Regions from separate parts of the Cricetulus griseus genome. Here region 2 is linked to region 1. The links are chromatin contacts, called in public Micro-C maps. All regions are on one chromosome and are shown on one strand. The core of a region is the stretch at or near the end of the contact, and the rest is flanking DNA. Distances in the headings are between cores, read along the strand shown. Region 1 holds the start of Fzd7 (frizzled-7). Region 2 has its middle 58 kb from the start of Kiaa2012.

The links. Hi-C and Micro-C count contacts between places; a contact is called where the count stands out from the background.
Region 2: a Micro-C map of the CHO-K1 cell line shows a contact between it and region 1, with 2.9 times the contacts expected there. The contact joins the enhancer-like site here to the promoter of Fzd7 in region 1. A contact is called at or near these places in 3 of 8 Hi-C or Micro-C datasets (the CHO-K1 cell line and fibroblasts).

The regions. Positions count from the first base shown.
Region 1 is chr2:413,753,969-413,758,486 of CriGri-PICRH-1.0, reverse strand. Fzd7 (frizzled-7) reads right to left here and starts at 1,677. Exons shown (of 1, transcript XM_027396992.2): 1 at 1-1,677. The coding sequence starts at 807.
Region 2 is chr2:413,855,303-413,859,794 of CriGri-PICRH-1.0, reverse strand. No RefSeq gene overlaps it. Among named protein-coding and RNA genes, the nearest start is that of Kiaa2012, 58 kb to the right of the region's middle. Within about 2 kb of position 1,999, at least 2 of the 6 cell types and tissues checked have open chromatin away from gene starts, as enhancers often do. A contact at or near this core is called in the CHO-K1 cell line, where this site is marked.

The DNA.
Region 1 (4,518 bases), core at 428-2,927:
CGTGAAGAGCGTCGAGGCGCAGCACAGCACCGACCACACACCCACCCAGAGGCGGGCGAAACGCCTCTCCTCCTCTTTAAAGTACATAAGGCCGTTAGCACGGCCGGGCTCACACGGGGCACCGCAATCGCGCTCACCTAGGAAGCGGTAGCCCAGGTAGGGGGGCACTTTGAGCTGGCGCGGGCACGAGAAGGGGAAAGACCACCGGCCTCTGCCATCTGAGGGGGGCATGGCAGTGAAAGGCGGGTCTGGCAGGTAGGGAGCAGTAGGGTAGGCGGTGGGACTGCCGCCCGCGCCCCCGGAGCCGTCAGACGTGTTCTGGCCCACGCAGATCTCGCCGGCGCCGTGCACCGGGAAGTTCTCGCAACGCAGCCGCTCAGGCCACTGGAAGCCGAACTTGTTCATGAGAGCCTCGCAGCCTTGGCGGGCGCGCTCGCACAGGGAGCGGCACGGAGGAATGGCTTGGTCGAGCACCGTGCATACGGGCGCGTACATGGAGCATAAAAAGAAGCGCAGCTCGGGAGAACACTGCACCTTCACCAGCGGGTAGAACTGGTGCACCTCGAGGCCGGCGTCCTCTTGGTTCGTGTGGCCCAGCAGGTTGGGCAAGATGGTCTGGTTGTAGGCGATATCCGTGCACAACGGGATGGAGATGGGCTGGCAGAAGCCGTGGTCCGGTACCGAGATGCCCTTCTCGCCGTGGTACGGCTGAGCCCGGGTGCCCGCAGGCAGCGCGCCCAGAAGCGCCAGCAGCAGGGCGCACAGGCCCAGGGGCGAGTGCGACGCCGCAGTGCCGGGGCCCCGCATCGCGGGCCGCGAGTGCAGTGGCGTTCTCAGCTGGGGGAAAAAGACGAGGCGCTGGGGAGCGGCTTGGATGCAGGGAGGCGCCGCCGCGCCCGGCGCATGAGAGTCCTCCCGGCGCCGGGGCCGGGCCGTGGGCGGCGCGGAGCCGAGGGCGCTAGGTGCCTGCACGGCGGGGGCGAGGCCGCCAGTCGAGGGGGCGCCGCAGCCGCCTCCGCGTGGCACTCACGCGGCCGCCGGGGGCTCAAACTCCTGGGCCTGGGCTGGGGGATCGGGGGTGGGGTGTCGCCTTACCCTCCCCGCCGAGACGTAACGGTGCGGCTTTCTCTTGGGCGACGGGCTCCAAGCGTCTCCGGTTACCTTTCAAAGTTTGCCCAAGTCTCTCGAGCCCCGGGCGCACGGCGATGCCCACGTCCCCACACCGGGTAGGGCCTCCGCCAGACCAGAGCCCCGCGTCCCCGCCTGCTCGCCCCGGCCGCCGCCTCGGCGGTGCAGCTCCGCCTTCTCGCCTCGAGGCCCCGCGGGCCGCCGCCTCCTCCTCCTCCTCCTCCGAACCTCGAGCCTCCTTCAGCCCGGGGAAGGTCGGCCCCAAGTTTCAGTCAAACGTCTGGTTCTCAATTTGAGTCCGATCGGTCCCCAGGAGCTAAGAGCTGGGCGAGTTCTTTTTGGAAACCCAGTTGCGCGGAATCCCAAGCGCCGAGGCTCCTGCACCCGCGGCCTGTCTGCTCTCGGCCTCTCCTGCCGGCTCAGTCCCGGCCGGCGAGTCCCCGCGTCCGCCGCCGCCCGCCAGGGAAGGAGCGCAGAGTAACGCCTGGGAGCCGCGCTGGTGGCTAGAAGAAGCGTCGGGCTCGCAGGGTTTCGGGCCGCCCCGCCCCCTCCCCTCCCCCCATTCACAAACCACTCCGGGGGCGGGCCCCGAGCCCTCCGGAGGCCCAATAGCGCGCTTTGTTTTCTCTGTAGACGCCTTCCGATTGGGTGGAAGTCGGAAGGGGCGGCCGAGGGAACGAGGAAGGCGGTGCCTGAAGCGCTCTGGGCGGATTCCTGAGGGGAGGGGCGGGGGACTGGGAGAGAAAAGTTAGGAGAAACTTTTACCCAGAATTTGCTCAGGGGAGAAGAACGCACCAGAAAGGGAATTTGTTTGAAAGATTGGTTCCTCTTCCGGATACCCTAAAACACACATTCCTGAGCAGAAGGGCGCATTCGCCAAAGGCTTCGGCGAGACGCTGAGAATAGCGCAGCGCTTGGGCGGAGAGACGTGACCCAGAGTCACGTTAGCCTGGCTGGCTTGGGCGGGAGGCTTTTGGTTAGCATCAGTGTGGGTCGGGAAGGGGCTGCGACTGAAGATCGCTCTTTTCTCCCCATACCCAAACGACCACATGAAACCACAATCCCCTCTCCCTCCCCCCAGTTACAAAGAAGGGGGCCTCCTGGAAGGAGAAACCCGAGTCGGCCGAGGTGGGGACTTGTGGCGGGAGGAAGTGCAGACCCTCGGAGGAGAGGGCCCAGAGCTGGGGGTGCGCGGGACTCAAGAGCCAGCCACCCCGCCCGCGCGCACTGTGGGGAGCGTAGGGAGCCCGAGAGGTTGGGGGTGGGGTTGGAGGACGCTAAGGCAGTGCTGGGGGAATGCTTATGAAAGCAACCTGAGACCGAGTACCCGGGACTCTCCGTACGATTTACTGAGCGCCTTCGGTTGCCCTGTGTGGCCTTCGGGGGTCCCGTTTTCGTTGCAGAAGCAACCATTTGATCTTTGCATTTGGAATCTACATAGAAAAGTTTTAAAGCGCGTTAGAAACCAGGGCATTTGCTAATTAAAGGGCTTTTGAGACACAAAGAGGGGTTATTTTCCTTCTGGGATAGCGTTTTTCTGATTGGCAAGCGTTCTTTTGTCCTCGGTCAAATCTTAACCCTGCTCCAGGCACTGGGCGCTCGTGCGCCTTGTCTGCCTGTCCCGGACCGGTCGGAAGTTACTAAGGGACCTCTGCTCTCTCAGAGGGGCCAGCAAGGAATATCATGAATATTATGAATTCCCGGGCAGGGAAGTGACAAGTTGAATCTCTCTGTCGTCCCTGAAGTCTTACTTTCAAAAAAACGTCATTCCTGGCTGAGTCCTACTTTCTACCTGTCTCAGTTGGTTGCCGGTATATGAGAGATTTTTGATCAGTTTGAATGTTGAATGTTGGCAGGAGTCATTGCCTCCAGGATACAGTTTCCCCATCTAGGAAAAAGCTGATTCTGAAACCTAAGATAATTGGATTCCCTTTTCTAGCAGACTTGGGCTTCTTGTAATTTTCTTTTATTTACTTTATCTCAGAGGTTTGCTGAGATCTTTCCTTCCACTGGAGTTCTTTTGTGCTCTCGTTAGTGGGTCTAAAGAGCAGAGTCCCCCGAACAAGGCAGAGTGTCAGACAATTGACACCCCCCATCTGGCCTGCAATAGAAATCACCACTTTCCTTCTTAGCATCAGTTTACCCTACATACCAGATTTTTTTTTCCCTTTAGAGTATCTACCTCAAAGCAATAAAGATGAATAGACAACATTTCCTTTTATAAAATGTACTTTCTTCAAGACTTCATCTTCTGCATTCTAAATCATCATTCCTATTACCTACCACTGTGCTGTGTTGATATTTGTTGGGAGATGTTTAAAGCTTGGGAGCTATTTTGCTTTGTCATTGAAAGTGTGGGTGGCAGGGCTTGGATTCTTTTTTTCTCCCCATGGGGTTCAGGGTGTCCTCCCATTTTGAATCAAAGTTTCATGTTTATTCATCAGGCCACTGACCTAACTCATCTCTGCTTATCGAGGGAGGAATACCAAGCACTGACGTCAAATAAAATGAAAACTGACAGGACAGAATGCTGCCTCAAATGCAACCAAACCCAGTTAGCTGATGAGCTGTTCGTCCTTATGGTTCCAGACAGCTTCTGATGTTAGGCAATGGGAATAATGATTTAGGAAGAGGGGGTGGATGAGCCAGTATAGAAGAAGGAAATGCAATATTTTTTAAAAGTGATCTATGCATGAGGTGCAGGGAACCCATCCTAGATAGGACTGTCACAGCTGTGAGTGAGTCCTTTTGCTGTGCCCCAGGCAGATAAGTGCAAAAGCAGTAGAGAAGCAAAGGTAGAGTTTAGGAGTTGGGGTGGGGAGACTGTTTTTAAAGATGATTTAAAACAACAATAGCAATACTCAGTCTGGGCTTGGGGCAGTAGTTCAGTATTGAGCAATTGCCTAGTGTGTGAGAGGCCCTAGATTCAATCCTTCACATTAGAAAAACCAAACCAAACAAACAAAATATCTCAATCCAAAATTACTTCAAGGAAATGAGAATTGACAGAATGCCTTTAATCCCAGAATTTGGGAAGACAGAGGCAGTTAGATCTCTGTGAGTTCAAGGCCAGTCTGGTCTACAGTGTGAATTCCAGGACAAACAGAGAACTACACAGTGAGGTCCTAATTCAAATAACACCCTCCCCCAAATAAAAAGAAAGAAAAAGACTACTTTTAGACTACTTGTGAGAAGCGATGCTGTCACTTTCTGTGCTTACCTGATGTCAAATGCTGTGATGAAACACAAACAAAAGCAAAAGTGCTATGGGGTTAAGGAGCCATGTCATAAAGGAATAGACGAGAAAAGGTAAGTTCACAATGGAAAGAGCCGAGTCTATTTGGCTCTCTGGCAAATGTGCAGTGTTGGTTTACATTCTCCCCAGGATTA
Region 2 (4,492 bases), core at 750-3,249, 100 kb before region 1:
TGGACTAAACCTCTGAACTGTAAATGAGCCATCCCAATTAAATATTTACATTTATAAGAGTTGCCAAGGTTGTGTTGTCTCTTTACAGCAACAGAAATCCTAACTAAGATAGTGGGTATGGCAGGATATGCCCATAATCTCAGTGAGGCAGGAAGATGGCCAGCCTGGGGTACATAGTAAGATCTTGTCTCAAAAAACAAACAATAATAACAACAACAAAGAAAAGAGAAAGGAATACAAAAAAAGAGAAAAGCTGGGTTCAATTGCTCCCCAGGGAGCAATACATACAGCAATGTGTGGGAACATTTTGATTGTCACAATAGTGCGTCTAGTGTGTGGAAGCCAAGGGTGCTGCACAGCATTCTGCCATGCCCAGGCTGGTTCCTCCTCACCAGTATCTGCTCCAACCTCAGGATGGCCTGGTATTAAATCACAGATTCTAGAAAAAATCACCTATCTCAGCCTGCCTCAAACTTGCTATGTAAGATGATCTTGACTTTCTGAGCCTTTTGCCTTACCTTCAAGTGCTGGTATTGCAGGTATGTGTCACTGTGCCTGGTTTTATGTGGTCTAAGGATCAGACACAAGGCTATGTGCATTCTAAGCTAGCCCTCAATTAGCGGAACAACTTCTCCAGCCCCTAGTTGCCTATGTGACTCTGTGTGTGTGTGTGTGTGTGTGTGTGTGTGTGTGTGTGTGTGTGTGTGTTCAGGATTAGACCTATGGTAGACAAACACTACCACTAGGTTATAGCTTACATACTTGCCCACTGCTATTTTTTAATGTGAATTATGTCTTTTCCTTATGTTTCTAACTCTCAATGTTTTCCTTTTAGAAATGATATGCAACCTTCACCCAGGATAGATGGTACTATCAAAGTTAATGAAATTATTGCATTTTTTTCTTTTTAGTTTTACTTTCTCCTCTCACTACACACAGATGCATTAATGTCTCCTCCTGGGACTTTCATTTACAATTTTAACATTCTTTTTAGGTGCGGGTCACCTCACCCAACCTCAAGCCTCTCCACAGAGGCCCTGGGGAAGAGGAAAAGCACTCCCCCGATTGATGTCAGCGACCTTCGAAGGGAAGAGTCCAACTGGTCTCCAGAGACAACCCGGGAACTAATTTCTCTTAATCAGTTGTAGGGCCCCAGGAGTAGCCACAAGGCAGAAGGGGAAATAAATCTGAAGGAGAAACCCAAATTCTGTGAGGAGCTGGAAAGACCTGTATTTTAAAAAGGGCACCATACCTTTAGGACTTCAGAGCTGGCGCGGCTCCATCCCCATGCAGCTATTAATATGCAAAAAATGCCTTCATAAATACTTGATTCTGCTCGCAGTGGGGAGGCCGTTCATTTGAAAGGGGAAATGGGAGCTTGGAGTTGAAACACGTCTGCTTGTCTCCTTTCTCTTTTTTCATTGCTCTTTTCATCTCCACACTCCCCTTGTAGTTTTCTTCCCCTTATTTCTCTGACTTAACCCTCTCCTCTAACTCCAAGGAAGTTGCTGATGGCAGCTGCGGCGCTCATTTAACTGATGCACTTGGCGCTGCGGCCCTGAACCTCGGACTAGGTGTGGAAGGGGTACCCCGGGGTCTCTTCCTGGTGATGGTACAGGGAGACAAGCGTCCCCTCACCATTTCTGCTGGACCTAGGGAGGCAGCTGGTCAAGACTCAGAGCCAAGTTTTCAAAGTTGCCGGGAGGGGGCGCCCGAGGCAGCCTCCAGATCCCGGGGACTCGATGCTTTCTCTCTCTCTCTCTCATACTCAGGAATTGGCTGCCCAGTCCAGGCCTGAGACTTCTCACAAGGTCGGCTGTATCCAAAAGGTTCCACCTTTAGAAGGGTCCACCTTTGGGATTCTCAGCTAGCACTATGTCTTAAAAAAAAAAAAAAAAAAAGAAAAGTATTTTGTGTGAGTGATCTTATGGTGCGGCCAGACCCTGAAGGATGGAGGGAGGAGGTGAGTCAGTGAGGGCTTAATGGAAAAGAAAGAGAAGGGCTTGATCGCTGCTGCTGCCAGTTTTGTGCTTCAGAGAAAGGCCCTAGCAGAGGCAGGGAAGCCACGGCTTAGGCTGGTGACACATCAAGGTAGGAAACCGAAGTCGGCTGGGTAGAAATTTGTTTCTAAATCCTTCCCAGATGCTTTATAGTAAACATGAAATTAGTCATTTATGTGGAGTAGGTTGAGGAAGTAGTTAAAATCCGAGGCAGTGATTAACCTAATAAAGGGCCGCTTGCTGGCCTCAAGAAGTAAGGGGGAGGGGTGAGAGAGGCAAGAGGAAGTCCCTCTGCACCCTCCACCTCATTTTTCTTGGCTTGGGAGCTTGAGGGGCTCCCTCAAATGGCTTCTCCTTCATATGGCTTCTCTGTCCGGGACTCCTTTTTAAGGAAGGAAGACTATGGTGACACTAACAAACCAAGTAACTCAGAAGAGAACCCCTCCTCCGTTTTGTAAAAGAGATTTTCAGAGTTTGTGAACTTGCTAAGGCCTTGCAGATGAACCAGGGTTGGAGCTTAAGACCCAAGGTCTACGTTCAGTCTGACTGCAAAATTTGTCATTTAGTTTAGTTGTTAACTGGACATGGCTGGGCCACTCTTTGCAGGTGCTATCGGCCTCGTCCAGCACAGCCATAGGGCTGCATGCCTTTGGACTGTGCTGGAGTACTGGGGGTATTTCGGTGGCCTTTGGAGCCAAAATGTATTTTATATTCTTAGTCATAGCTCTCTATTATTGCTCTTGTTGTTACTTAAGGTCTTCAGATCCCCTATGAGGAGTGTCTTCAATGGAGGCATTAAAACACACACACACACACACACACACACACACACACACACACACACACACACACACACACACGTTGTTTCTGTGGTTCCTCAGTAGCAGAGAGGTGACCTAGCTGTGCTTTACTTTAGTGGAGGCCTGACTCAAGTCTGGCGCCATTCTAACCATGAGAGCTCAGCTGCAAACAGACTCACTTCTGCTCTGACTGTTACCAAGTGCTAGGATGAGAGGAAAGGCCGGTGGCAGCAGCAGGAAGTTGGAGATAAGAGAGCAGTGGAGAGTCTGCCCCTCAGGCTGTAGACAGGGAGGGGCCTGAGTCCCCTGGAGCAGTGATGGCAGAGTCAGCCTCAGGTCTCCTAGTCCCTGAAATCAGCTCTAGGAATTCCCCACTTGTTTCTCTTGAGAGGCTCTGAAGAGAGTGTCACCTTCAGAGTGTCCGATAGAGACCTACTTACCAATATTTCTGCACAAATTTCCTCAAATCATTAGATATCCCCAAGCCACCCAAATCAGCACCTTCCTTGTTCATAATTACCCTAGCTTGTGTGTGTGTTATTGAGTGTGTATGTGTTCATGGGTGTGTGTGCGTGTGTGTGTGTGTGTGTGTGTGTGTGTGTGTGTGTGTATGTGCTTGCGTGTGTGCACTCATATGCGTGTGTGCCTGTGTGTCTGTGCGTGGAGGTCAGGGGTTGACACTGCCTGTCTTTCTTTAATCTTCATGTTATTTGTTGAAACAGGGTCTCTCACTGAACCTGGAGGTCATCCATTCACCTAGGTGGGTTGCTCAATGAGCTCCAGAGACCTGCCTGTCTTCTTAGCTCCCACAGTGCTGCAACTACAGATGTGGGGCCTGGGGATCTGAACTCAGTCCCTCATGCTTGCATGGCAGGGTCTTTACCATGTCCCCACCTTCTATCCTCATGCTTTAAAAACAACAAACTACAACAAACGTAGTCGCTATTCCCTCTCCCCACTTGGAAGGAAAATGTGAACCTTCTGCTCATTGCTGTTGTGTTCTTGTTCCCTTTCTGACTTTGCAGAAGAGAGTCTACCTTGCTTCTTCACACACACAAAGAACCACATAGTGGAATCCAAATCCCAAGCCTGAGAGTAAAGGAGCCCAGTGACATAACAGTTTTCTAGCTCATTTTACTGATGAGATGCATGAGTCCCCAAAAGATAAGAGTCTCAACTTAGGGTCCCATAGCAAGTCAGGACAAGAACCCCGGACAAGTCTGGACTTCAGGATTGTGCTCATTCAGAGTCAACACTGTACCTGATTCTCTGTTGCTTGAGTCAAAGGTGAGGAGGTTTCACAAAGATTTCCATGAAGATTGGTTCTGGATTCAGTGTTTGCTATGGTGAAAGTCAGAGAGGGGGGGGGGGTCAAAGCGTCAGATCTAAGTCTCAGGAACTTCACATGAACCGTATCCATACACACTTAGCTCATGTGTATTGAAGATTAGAAGCACACACCTATGGCATTACTGGCTATGACCCATAGTCTCTATAGAGATGGCTAAACTCCTTGATGAGTGGGGCAAAGCTTTTATGTTCAAATTTAGATTTGCTTCTTCTTCTTTTTTTTTTTTTTAAAGATTTACTTACTTATTATGCATACAGTGTGTGCCAGAAGAGGGCACCAGATCACATTACAGATGGTTGTGAGCCACCATGTGATTGCTGGGAATTGAACTCAACCTCTGG